2 separate regions of the Sus scrofa genome follow, and region 2 is linked to region 1. The links are chromatin contacts, called in public Hi-C maps. All regions are on one chromosome and are shown on one strand. The core of a region is the stretch at or near the end of the contact, and the rest is flanking DNA. Distances in the headings are between cores, read along the strand shown. Region 1 holds the start of RALY (RNA-binding protein Raly). Region 2 holds the start of EIF2S2 (eukaryotic translation initiation factor 2 subunit 2).

Region 1 (6,163 bases), core at 2,383-4,882:
GAGGCCAGGGATCAAACCCATAGTAACCTCATGGTTTCTGGTCAGGTTTGTTTCTGCTGTGCCACAATAGGAACTCTGTGCCTTTTTACTCTAATCTTCGGGGATTCTTCTGGACAATGCAGAGAATTCCTAACATTTTTTTGTTGAATTCATAGCTATTCATTCAACAAATATTAAATGAGAATCTACTGTCTCAGGTACTAAGGAATGAGCAAAATAGACAAAATCCGATCTTTGTGGAGAACACACTGCAGGGGAAGGTAAGGAGGAGAGAGACAATAAACATACAAACATACAACATTTCAGGTGGTGGTAAGTGCTACAGAGAAGCATTCAACAAGAAGGGGTGTGAGGAGGTGCAGAGGAATGAAGCATTGCTATTTAATTAATTAATTAATTAATTTGCTTTTTAGAGCCACACCCATGGCATGTGGAAGTTCCCAGGCTAGCGATTGAATGGAGCTGCAACTGCCAGCTTGCACCACAGGCCACAGCAATGCCAGATCCAAGCCATGTCTGCAACCTACACCACAGCTCACAGCAATGCTGGATTCTTAACCCCACTGAGCATGGTCAGGGATCAAACCCTTATGGATACTATTCGGGTTCGTTACTGCTAAGCCATAATGGGAACTCCCAGAAGCACTGCTATTTTATTTATTAATTTAATTTAATTTTAAATTTTTTGTCTTTTTAGGGCCACACTTGTGGCATATGGAGGTTCCCAGGCTAGGTGTCAAATTGGAGCTACAGCCGCTGGCCTACGCCACTGCTGCAGCAATGCCAGATTGGAGATGCTTAACTGACTGAGTATGGGCAGAGATCAAACTCGCATCCTCATGGAATACTAGTTAGATTCATTTTCGCTGTGCCACAACAGGAACTCCAGCATTGGTATTTTAAATGTGGTTCACTTACTTAGGCCTCTCTGAGGAAATGATATTTGAGCAGAGACTTGAAGGAGTGAGCCACGCCAATATCTGCGAGGAGATCATTTGAGGCAGACAAAAGAGCAAGTGCAAAGACCCTAGGGTTAGCAATATACTTGGCATATCAGAAGAAGGAGGCCAGTGAGGCTGGAGTGAAGTGAGAGGAGGTGAGAGCAATACAATAGGGGAAAAGGTGAGGAGTTCCCGCTGTGGCATAGTCGGTGAAGAATCCAACTGCAGTGGCTCGGGAAGTTGCAGAGGCATGGATTCAAGCCCTGGCCCAGCTCAGTAGGTGTAGACAACAGCTACAGCTTGGATTCAGTTCCTGGTCCAAGAACCTCCATATGCCATGCGTGCAGCCATTTAAAAAAAAAAAAATAGAGGATAAGGTCAGAACAGTAGGAGGCAGGTCACACAGGACTTTATAGACCTTGAACATACCCTCGGTGCCAGTAGGAAGGGTGGGGAGGGTTTTATTTATAATCAAGGCCATGAACAGGAAGGAGTGCCTCAACTTGCCGGGTGGTGGTCTGATAGGTCAGAGAAGGCCTCTCAGAGGAGTTGGTGCCTGAGCTGAGTGTGGAAGGATGAACAGAAGGGATTTAAGCAGAAGGGAAGGAGTAATCTGAGTAGAGAAAGTGCTACAGCAGAGGATGATGAGATACTGCTGGATATTCAAGCAAACATGGTAAGGCTGGTTCACAGAGAGGGAGGTAAGAAGCCAGTGAATGGCCAGAAACAGAGCAGAGGAGGTTGGCAGGGACCAGATTCATTAATTGGTTGATGGATGGATTCATTCATTTACTCAAGTGTTTACTGCACTAGGCACTAAGCCCCATTACAGAATAATGTACAAAAGTCAAAGATTCCTGGTCTCATAGAACTTACCTTCTAGTGTAGAAGATGGGCAAAAACACATAAACAGATCAATAAACGACAGGACTAAAAAATGCCACGAGTAAACCAACTATAATGGAAAAAAATAAAAATAATTAAAAAAAAAAAAAGAAATGCCATGAAAGGGAGTTCACTTGTGGCTCAGTGAGATCCAGCATTGTCACCCCTGTGGCTTGGGTCACTGCTGTGGCATGGGTTCAATCCCTGGCCCAGGAATTTCTTCATGCCATGAGCATGGCAAAAAAGAAAAAAAGGAAAAGAAATACCATAAAGGAAATGAACAAGAGACCAAATATCTTATAAGCTGGGTGTTCAGGGAAGGCCTCTGAGGAGGTGATTTTTTTTTTTTTTTTTTGTCTTTTTGTCTTTTTTGTTGTTGTTGTTGTTGCTATTTCTTGGGCCGCTCCCGCGGCATATGGAGGTTCCCAGGCTAGGGGGCTCCCGCGGCATATGGAGGTTCCCAGGCTAGGGGTTGAATCGGAGCTGTAGCCACCGGCTTACGCCAGAGCCACAGCAACGGGGGATCCGAGCCGCTTCTGCGACCTACACCACAGCTCACGGCAACGCCGGATCGTTAACCCACTGAGCAAGGGCAGGGACCGAACCCGCAACCTCATGGTTCCTAGTCAGATTCGTTAACCACTGCGCCACGACGGGAACTCCTGAGGAGGTGATTTTAATCAGAGATGTAAGGCATAAGAAGGAACCAGAAGTTAGAAGAGGTGGGGGGAGAACATTCCTGGTCTTGGTCTTAGTTGTCATCAACTCTAATTTGATTTCTCTTCCTTTTCAAGGGAAGAGTCAGAGGTTATCAAACTACACAAGTGTAGCTATAATGGCTGGTCTGGGCAGGATTAATTTCAAACTGTGTCCAGTGCTGGGGAAATCCCGTCTCCTAGGCAGGTTTTGGGGGATGTGATGGGAAAAATACAATAATAGGCCGGACAATGCAAGTCTATAGCTGAGGGCTGAAGGTCTTACTGTCCTCACAGTGGAGGCTAGAACACGGATCTAGGTGAGAGTTCTCACAGGAGAAATATTTAGGAGGGAGGACACACATCCAGACCCACATCAAGTTACAAAAAATTTCCAAAAGGGTAAAGTTATTTGAATTTAACCTTTTTTCAGGTCCTCCCCAGACACGTCCTCATGACAGTGTCTTCTCCCAGACCCAACTGGCAGCGTGGATCCTCGCCCAGTGCACACACCAGGTTCCCTGTAAGTGAAAGGACCTTGCCTTCCTTCCTACTTCTCTTCCGCATCCCTCGAGCACTGCCCACCGCCAACTTGTTTGGGCCGCGTCTTCAGGCCCCGCCCACCTCCAGTCCCAGCCCTACACACACCCCCGGTCACCCTTTCGGTCCCGCCTCCTTCCGGCTCCTTCCCAGAGTGGCCACCTTTGGGCCCCTTCTCCCGGCTCGGCTTCCGGGCCCGCCTCCTTCTGCCCGGCTTCAATCTTTCCTCGGGTACTGGGTTTCTTTCAACCCCGCCTCCAGACCCCTCCTCTAAGAGCCTCTCCTCCCCCAGACTCGCCGGGCCTCCCTCCACCCTTGACGTCTCCTTTGGGCAAACCTCCATTTAGCCCCGCCCACACCCCTCCTCTCACACACTGCCCGGGTTCTCCACTCTGCGAGGCCTCCACTGTCTTCCATACCTGTGTCGCGCGTCTCTGCTCTCTGGCATCATCACCCTCTCCGCCCTGCCCCGCCTTCCGCTTCATACTGGTTTAAGCAAGTCTCTCTCCGCCCTAGCTCCGCCTCCCCAACCTCCCATCTCTGTCCCTCCTCCCCATCAAGCCCCGCCCTGGCCCCGCCTTCCTTTTCTCCCCGCCGAAGCTCTGGACCTTTCCAAAGCTAGACTGGAGAGGTGGGACGAGCCCTTGCGCGTGGGGGGCCGGGCTGTGTCAGGGCGACGCTACGGACTCCTCGCGCTTGAGTCGCCGTGCCCTTTGGAGACAGAGGCGGGGGAAGAGGGCGACTGGGCCACGGCCGGAGCGGCGGGCGGCGCGGAGCCCGCTCCGTGCTCCCCTACCCCCGCGCGCCTCAGTGGTGCTGGCCGAGGGAAGGACTCGCGGCTGCGGGGCTCGCGCGGCTGTCAGTGCGGCGGGGCGCGCGAGCAGCGCGGCTGCGGGGTGGGCTGAGCAGAGAGAAGCTGAGGGGGCGGTAGCGGCAGCGGCGATTCGCGTGCCTGTGCTCAGCTCCTCACGCCGCGGCCGGGGCCGCCTTCTCCCTCCTTCCTTCCCGCCCCCGAGTGCGGCGGTACCGCCTCCTTCAGCGCCGCGCGGCTTCCTCCAGACCTCCGTGCGCGGGTGAGTGGGGGCCGCGGGCGTCTTCTTAAAGGTGCGGGGAGGGGGTGCTCCTTATTCCTTTTTGGTCACCTACCTCCTGGCGCGGGCCGTCGCCTATTTTTAGAAACTCTTTTCTCGGCCATTCGGGGAGTCCCGGGAGCCCGAGTAACTCCCGGCCCCCTCCCCCCGCACCTTCCCTCCACCCGGGCTCGCCGCCCCGGGTCGCCGGCCCGCCCGCGCCCGCTCCCGGCTGCCCTGGCGTTCCCTCCCCGCCATCTCCCCGCGGGCCGGGCCTGGGCCAGGAGTTGGCGGGGTGGGCCGGCGCCCGCTTGGAAGTTGGAGTCTTTTGTGCTCGCGCCCCGCCCCGCCCGGCGAGGGGAGGAGGGGGGAGCGGAGGCCGCGCTGGGGAGGCCTTGGGCGGGCCGGGCTCTGGCTCCGGCCGCGAGCTTCTTCCGGTTCTCCCTCTCGGGCAAGGTTTGCGGGCTCCCGGAGGCGCGCAAAACTGGTCCCGCCTCGCTCCCCACGGGCCTGAGCGCCTCCTCGGTCCTGGGCTCGTTGCACACCCAGGGCTTGTGGAGGAACAACAGCAGGCCCAAGACCGGGGCCGTGTTCCGCACCTCACGCACGCAGCCTTTTGGCCTCAGTTCGCTTCTCAGTGCAAAAGGAGAAAGAAAGTCGCTTCGCAGGGTGATTGTGGATTCAGGGAGAGAACAGATATTTGAGGGAAGTGTTTACTACCAACAGGTAACATTTAATGGACTTGACTCGGGAACTTCCTAAGTCTTATTTCATTGAATGCTCACAATGGCCTTCTGGGGTTATCCCCATTTACACAAGCAGAAATCCACGCGCAGAAAGGTTAAATAATGTGTTCCAATTTACAGTTAGTAGGCACAGAAGTGTAAAGCCGTGGTGCTAGTACCTGTTATTTATTTCTTAGTGCGAGCTTGTGAAATCTCTCAGTTACAGAAGGGATTTTGACTTAATCTTTGGGTCACACCATTAGTTGAGAGACCAGTGTCCACTATGGATGAAATGCCATTCTTGATCTTTGGGAGGTAAGAGGGAAAGGAAGTTGCTATGAATTTCTTGCTAATATTGCCCGTTAGAACTTGATGGATGCTAACGACTCCAGATCTCAAGCGCCGAAGTTCCCTGGGGGTTTGGTTCAAGGAAGGCCTAAGCCGTTTAAAGCAGTGAGCTGCGTCCTTTATTTTGTTTGTGGCATGTTCCTCCCCACCAAACCTTGCTTGTCCTCTATAGTGTTTAGATTTAACACTATAAAATCTAATAGTGTAGGGGAGAGGGAGCAGAAAGTGGCTCTAGTCAACCGTTTCAGCTCCCTGCCTTCAAATAGGGATTTATTTCTCCTATTTTCAGGCAAGGCCCAGAAGGGTCAAAGTGAACTAAAGTTGACTTTGGCAGGTGTTCTAGATTTCCAATGTATTTCATCTCTGGTGTTTAAAGATTAGGCAAGGGAGTTCCTAGGCCAGGTCTTGAGGAGTCTCCTGATGTTAGCATTAGTTCTTTGGAGTGCGGAGATTGGCTGTGTTCTCCTATTTCCAAGATTCTGGATTTAAGAGTTGTATATAGGTCTGGAAGGGGTCTTATCTGGTCTTTTTTTTTTTTTTTCCTTTGGCTGCGCCTGTGGCATGTGGGAAGTTCCTGGGCCAGGGATCTGACCCACGCCACAGCAGCGACCTGAGCTGCTGCAGTGACAAATGCCAAATCCTTAACCCACTGTGCCACCAGCGGAACCCCTGCCACCTTTTGAAAGGAAGGAAGGCCTTAAGACCAGGAATGCTGAGTAAATTGAAATCACAGGGAAGTTGTTTACTCCCAGCATTAAAAGGCCAGGTTTTATGCACAGGTATATTATTAGTTCTCATAAGTTACCACTTTTATTGTATAGTACGTTATTTATGGTTTGTAGTGCTTTTTTGTAACCATTATCTAATTTCATTTCTCATCCAGTTCTGTGAGGGAACTTGCGGAGGTTGGTTTTATATCTCCTTTTTACAGATCTAATTGAGAATTAAGACGTAATATG
Region 2 (6,163 bases), core at 2,158-4,657, 120 kb after region 1:
CCAAATATTTTATAAGACTAGTTGGGATTTGAGAAGCAAATAGTTGCCCACAGTGCACTTATGAAAAATCAGACTCTCTCGAGGTAGCTTTTTCTTAAGTCTACAACAAAACCTCCAAAAGAACAGTTTTCCCTTTTCAACTTCCGTCACTGGGTTGCAGAAGGTCAGGAAAAGAGACTACCAATAACGGCCTAAAGTGCTTCAGCAAATTGGAAGCCTACCCCCACCTACCATACCTTACTCAAGATAATAACTTTAAGGCCATACCACACCCAGAAGGCAGGGGCGAGTTACAAAAGAACCCAGAGAGGCAGGGTGAGCAGAACAAATGCTGTGAGGTAATCTCTGGGTGATAGGATCCTGGGAGATTTTCATTTTGCTCTGTTTTTCTGTGCTTTGTATACTTCATAAAACACACATTCCACTTTAAATCAGAAACTTTAGTTTAAAGCTTCTTCTGTTAAACATCTTACCATGCTATATGAACCAACTTGATGTTGTGATACTCTGTGAATGGGGTCTAGTAATAATCTTAGCTGACAGCACTTTACTGCCTGCGATGAGCAGATATCTTCCTCACTAGGCAGCACTTACATTCTAGAAGTTCTTTTAGAATATTGCTCCTGCAGCAACTAGTAGTAGATCTCTAACATTTGTGAACACTTGTGGTGACCACAGAATAGCACCCCACAGTATCCTGCACTATACAGGTACTTTATTCTATTCTGCTTTTTAAAGGTCATGATTCCACCAATTTAAAAGAGACTATGTCTTGTAAGTTTGGGGCTTAACTGCCAGGTTTAAATGGAAATGTGTGCAGTTTGTGTCAACTACACATTAACAAACTAAAGAAAAAATAAGGAAATGTGAAGAAAAAAAGAAATTATTTTTTAATAGTAGGTTCTTTAACCCCCTATCCCAGCCACCAGGCCAGACTACTTCCATTCTGGGGCATCCCTGGCTGTTTATAAATCATTTCCATGTACAGATTTTCATTGTTCCTCACAAGGCTGTAAAGTAGTCAGAAGTTAAGGACTGGCCTAAGAAAACTTATCTACTCAACAGTATTAGAGGAATCAGAACCTGAACATACCTTCAGAGTGAAAACCAAAGGCCAGAATTCTATTCCCACTGACTTGCTGTGTGATCTTGGGCAACTCAACCTCCCTGGGCCCTAATTTCCTGTTTACAAAATGGACTGGTAGGAGTTCCCATCATGGCTCAGCAGTTAACAAACCCAACTAGTATCCATGAGGACATGGGTTCGATCCCTGGCCTTGCTCAGTGGGTTAAGGTCTGGTGTTGCCGTGGCTGTGGCATAGGCCAGCGGCTGCAGCTCCAATTGAACCCCTAGCCTGGGAACCTCCATATGCCTCGGGTGCAGCCCTAAAAAAATAAGACAACAAAAATTGAAGGGAAAAACAAACAAACAAACAAAAGGACTGGTAGAGCTGAGAAATGCAAAGCTGCTTAATACTTTATTTGCTTCCAAAGCCCCTCTGCTAGGATGCTGGTTCTGCCATCTCTGCTTGACAAAATCCTTTTCACTCTCCAATAACATTCTACTTGCTTCAAAATCTAATCCCACTGATAAAACTGAATCAATTCTTCAGCCCTCCAAATCACTATGTTGATGGTTCTCTTTCTACCTCCCGCAGCAACTAGTAGCAGCTCTCTTACACTTGTGAACACTTTACCACAGAAAACCACACACAGAATAGCACCCCACAGTATCCTGCACTACATGGGTACTTCATTTGTTAGAGGTTATGAAAAGCTTAGAAAACAGGTATAAACAAAACAAGCATGAGACACCACCACTCTCACAACTTTTGAAATACAGTGGCCTAGAGCAACGTCTACCATGATCTCCAAACAAGAACCATGTACCTCCCCTTAGACTCAAGTTTCTTTCCTAAGACAGCAAGAGCTTCCTAGTCACCTAAATGGAGACTTATAATTCTACTACTGGCTCAGCCACTTACTATTTGATCACAAGCATTATACAACTCTCTAAAAGCCTCGGTTTGCTCATCTCTAAAATGGCCATAATAATTCATCTTAAAGGGCTGTCATGAGAATCAAATGAGATTGGAATTTCCCCCCACCTCCGAACAAGATCCAAATTCCTTAATTTGGTCTTCAAATCTCTCTATGAACTAGCCAGTATCTATATTTCAACGGATTAACTCTAACCCAATTGGAGAATACACTATATTTTGTAAGCACACTTACTTGCCCTAACCACTCCCTTGCCCTGGCTTCAGGCCTTCCCACTACTTGAGGAAATTTAAAGCATTTCCAAGGCCCACCTTAAAGCCAAAACTCAAAAAAGCCTCGAATTTTTCTTTTTCCTTCTCTACAACGCCTTAGAGGCCAAGCACTCGGAATGTTTACAGTGAATTATAAACTCAAGAGATTTTTTTTTTTTTTTGGTGGAGAAAGCTGGCCGGTAAGCGGTAGCTCTTCCCTCAGTGTTAATAACTACGGATAGCACTTAAAGTCAAATTTCACTTTAAGTCTGGTTTTATATAAACCGAGATAAATCTAGCCAAAAGGGATTTGAGGAAATGTGCTGAGTTACAAGGACGATAGTAGAAAAAGATCCAGGCAGCTTCGGAGCCCGAACTTCCCGCTGACGTCGCAGTGAGCTCTGCTGAGAAAGGCTCAGGGACTCAGGCCCTAAAACTTTCCGAGGTTAATCACTTTTTCAGGCTGAAAGATCTTTTCCTATCTCCCTCGCTTCCCGGTCTTTAAAAAGAAAAGTTATTAATAACGCTCTAGATGAGAAAAGGAGTGGATGAGGGGTAGGACAAGCCAGGCTGCAAAGTTTTAAACGAAGACGCTCCGAGACGTTCCTCTCGGCACCACCAGCGCCCAGCGAGGGAGAGCTGGAGCTGAAGCGTCAAACCGAAAGAAATGCTGGGGCTGCCAGTCCCAGTCTCGTTCAGCTGGGGCATTAACCCAACATTCAAGCCCTCTTCTGGAGAGCGACTCAACGTGCTCTCCAATCCGGAAACGCCGGCCTCAGCGCCGCCGCCCTGACGAGAGCGGGGCTAAGCCAAGCCGCGGCTCCGGGGCTCTAACCGGCTCTACCGCTCAGGGTCGCCTAGGCCCGGCAGCCCCACATGGCGGCGGCCGGTCGCTAGGCCGCAGGCCCGGTCTCCCACACTGGGGTGAGTTTGGCTCCCTGCCTCGGTCCTTAGCCCTAGCGCCAGCCTCAGGCCCTCACCTCGTCCCCGGACATGGCTGCGGCTCGAGTGGGCTCAACACAGACGGAAAGTCGGACGGGTCAGCCTCAGACCCCGGCTTCAGAGCTGCTCCTGCCGATACCTCTCTCACCACCGCACTAGGATCTTGCATCAGCGAAAGGGAACGACACCCCGCCCTCTCCTCGCAAGCGTTAGAAATGCGCCTGCGCAGAGCCCGCCAACGCGCAGGCGCGCGGAGAAGCCGACCTAATTCGCTCCGACTGGCGCGAGTTACCAGGCGACGTTCCAGCGCCAGGCAAGCCGGGACTTGTAGTCCGCCCGGGAGAGGAGGGCGCCTGCGCGGCGGCCGCCCAGCGACCCGTGCGCGTGCGCGACGTCTGAGGCAGCGGGGCAGGAAGGTTCCATTTCCCCGGTAGTGACTTTTACTTCAGTTTTTCCAGGCGTACGGAACTGTGCAGTTCTGCCTTGCTTGTGGAGTGAATTCGGGGCAGTTCCTCCTGGGTCAGGGTGGTGGGTAAGGCACTCAGTAATATGAATTTGTTGGGGCTTTAGTTTTCTCTGATAGCTCCATCATGCCCCCTCTGGAGTGTTCTAGTCTTTGAGAAACTCTAAGTTGGGGCTAAAGGTGCGCACCTCTCTAAGGGGTTGTACTTCATGAGAAATCTAACCCAACAGGCTGGATTTCAGCTTGGGAGGTCGGAAACCAAAAGCCTTCTCCCTGTAGACGGGAGAGGAGAAACGGCTTGGCAAGAGGCATATGTCAGGAAACATCAAAATCCTTGTTTGTGAAGTCTCTGCTTGAACCCTGTGGATGCAGTTCCCCTTGACACATAATAATAGCAGTTACCCTTCAGCAGGCTCTCACTGTTGTCAGTGCCCTACAGCCAAAGACCACGGAGAACACCCCTGAATTTGAACAAAGCTGGGCCTTTTGTCTTCTTGCAAGGAGGGGAGGCACACCATGAGGCACAGAGGGGCATCTCAGGAAGAGGGTGCTAGAAAGAATTCATAGGAGTTCTTTTGGAGGGGCTTTTGTAGGTAATTTGGGGGAGGGTACAAGGAAGCAGCCCTTCTCTCTGGATTGGATGCTATTAGGAGATGGTGGTATTTCTATGACGGGGTATTTTTTTTCTATTTATGGCCACCCTTGTGGCATATGGAAGTTCCCAGGCTAGGGGTTTAATCAGAGCTGCAGCTGCCGGCCTACACCACAGCCACAGCAACGCAGGATCCGAACCAAGTTTGTGACCTACACCCCACCTTACAGCAACACCAGATCTTTAACTCACGAGCGAGTCAGGGATTAACCCGCATCCTCATGGATGCTAGTTGGGTTCGTTAACCACTGAGCCATGACGTGAACTCCAAGGATGGGGTGTTTTAATAGTTCTTATCTAAAAGTGGAGAAGAACCAAGAGTGGCTAAAGCTATGATTGGTTTAAAAGGAGCAGCCCCTCTTATGGTTGGGACAATGTTATTTTTTGTTTGTGTTCAGACATGCTTATAGAGTGGTGTTGGTTTTGTCTTGATCCATCATGGTCACAGAGTGGTTTTGTCTGATATTGGTGTCTTGTGAAATTATGTTCTATAAAGCAGCACATTCTAGTTGATAGTGCCAGCCTAGCTCCCACTATTTAGGGACTGCTTTTCTCCATCTCACTGTGCTTCATATCACTCAATACATGTTCTCTGCTTTGGACCTCAAAACAACTGTGTGGACATATTAAGTACTCCACCTTGGATATTGGTCCCTAAGCATGGTAGGTAAAATTAGGTCTCAGCCTCCAAGGATCTTATAGGTTAGTAAGAATGATCCAAATCCAGACAGTCTGATGCCAGTGGTTTCTGCTTTACCACCTTGAGAATCTGTACCCCTAAGGAAGCTACACTGCCTCCTCAGTAATTTTCAGCTACTAATAGCTGTACTTACCAGGATTTTTCAACAGCAGCATTCTTGACATTTGGGGCCAGATAATTCTTTGTTATTGGGAGCTGTTCTGTGCATTGGAGGAATTTAGCAGTATCCCTGACCTCTATCCACTAGCTGCCTGAGGCACCTTAGTTGTGACCCTACACTAGTTGTGACAACCAAAAATGTCTCCAGATATTACCAAATCACCCCTGGTCAAAAGCCACTGGTGAGGAGTTCCTGTTGTGGCTCATCAGTTTACAAACCTGACTAGTATCCATGAGGATGCAGGTTTGATCACTGGTCTCACTCAGTGGGTTAAGGATCTGGCATTGCTGTAGTTGCTGTGTAGGCCTGCTGCCATAGCTCTGGTTCAACCACCGGGCTGGGAACTTCCATATGCTACAGGTTCAGCACAAAAAAAGCAAAAAGAAAGAAAGCCACTGTTGAATACCATTTATCTCCTGATTTGTGAGAGGTAACAAATATTTGGGGCATGACAGTTCCCAAGTCACTTTGATGGAGGGGCCTTTGAAGAAGAGAGACAGAAACAAAGTGGTCTAAGTTTTCGAAAAGTCTATTCAACTAGGAAAATGAAGACCGAGACAAGGAAAAGACAAGTGGGAAAAAACAAAGGTAGAGGAGAAACGATAGAAGTGGAGAGGAGCTCAAAGGAAATCACCCTTAAGTTACTCAGTTCACCCTAACAAATTCAGTTCATGTTAACAAAGACACACAAAGTCTTTTTTTTTTTTTTATTTCCAGGTGGAAGGGAACTTCTATTACTTGATTTTTAAAATTTACTTATAATTTTATTGCGTAGTGTCATCAACACTATTTCTTTTTTTGTCTTTTTAGGGCCACACCCGAGGCATATGAAAGTGCCCAGGCTAGGGGTCGAATCAGAGCTGCAGCTGCTGGCCTACACCACAGCCACAGCAACACCAGATCTGAGTCACATCTTCGACCTGTACCCCAGCTCATGGTAACACCAGATCCTTAATCCACTGAACATGGCCAGGGGTCAAACCCACGGTCCTCA

The links. A called contact is a pair of places that touch in the nucleus more often than the background predicts.
Region 2: a contact with region 1 is called in a Hi-C map of skeletal muscle, with 4 times the contacts expected there. The contact joins the promoter of EIF2S2 here to the promoter of RALY in region 1. A contact is called at or near these places in 3 of 47 Hi-C or Micro-C datasets (liver and skeletal muscle) and 1 of 2 datasets of contacts at active chromatin or transcription factors (alveolar macrophages).

Annotation. Positions count from the first base shown.
Region 1 is chr17:37,444,195-37,450,357 of Sscrofa11.1, forward strand. RALY (RNA-binding protein Raly) reads left to right here and starts at 3,633. Exons shown (of 10, transcript XM_001929104.6): 1 at 3,633-4,134.
Region 2 is chr17:37,566,862-37,573,024 of Sscrofa11.1, forward strand. It overlaps EIF2S2 (eukaryotic translation initiation factor 2 subunit 2), which reads right to left and starts at 3,408. Exons shown (of 9, transcript XM_001929150.6): 1 at 3,233-3,408. The coding sequence starts at 3,247. It also overlaps a transcript of ASIP not described here.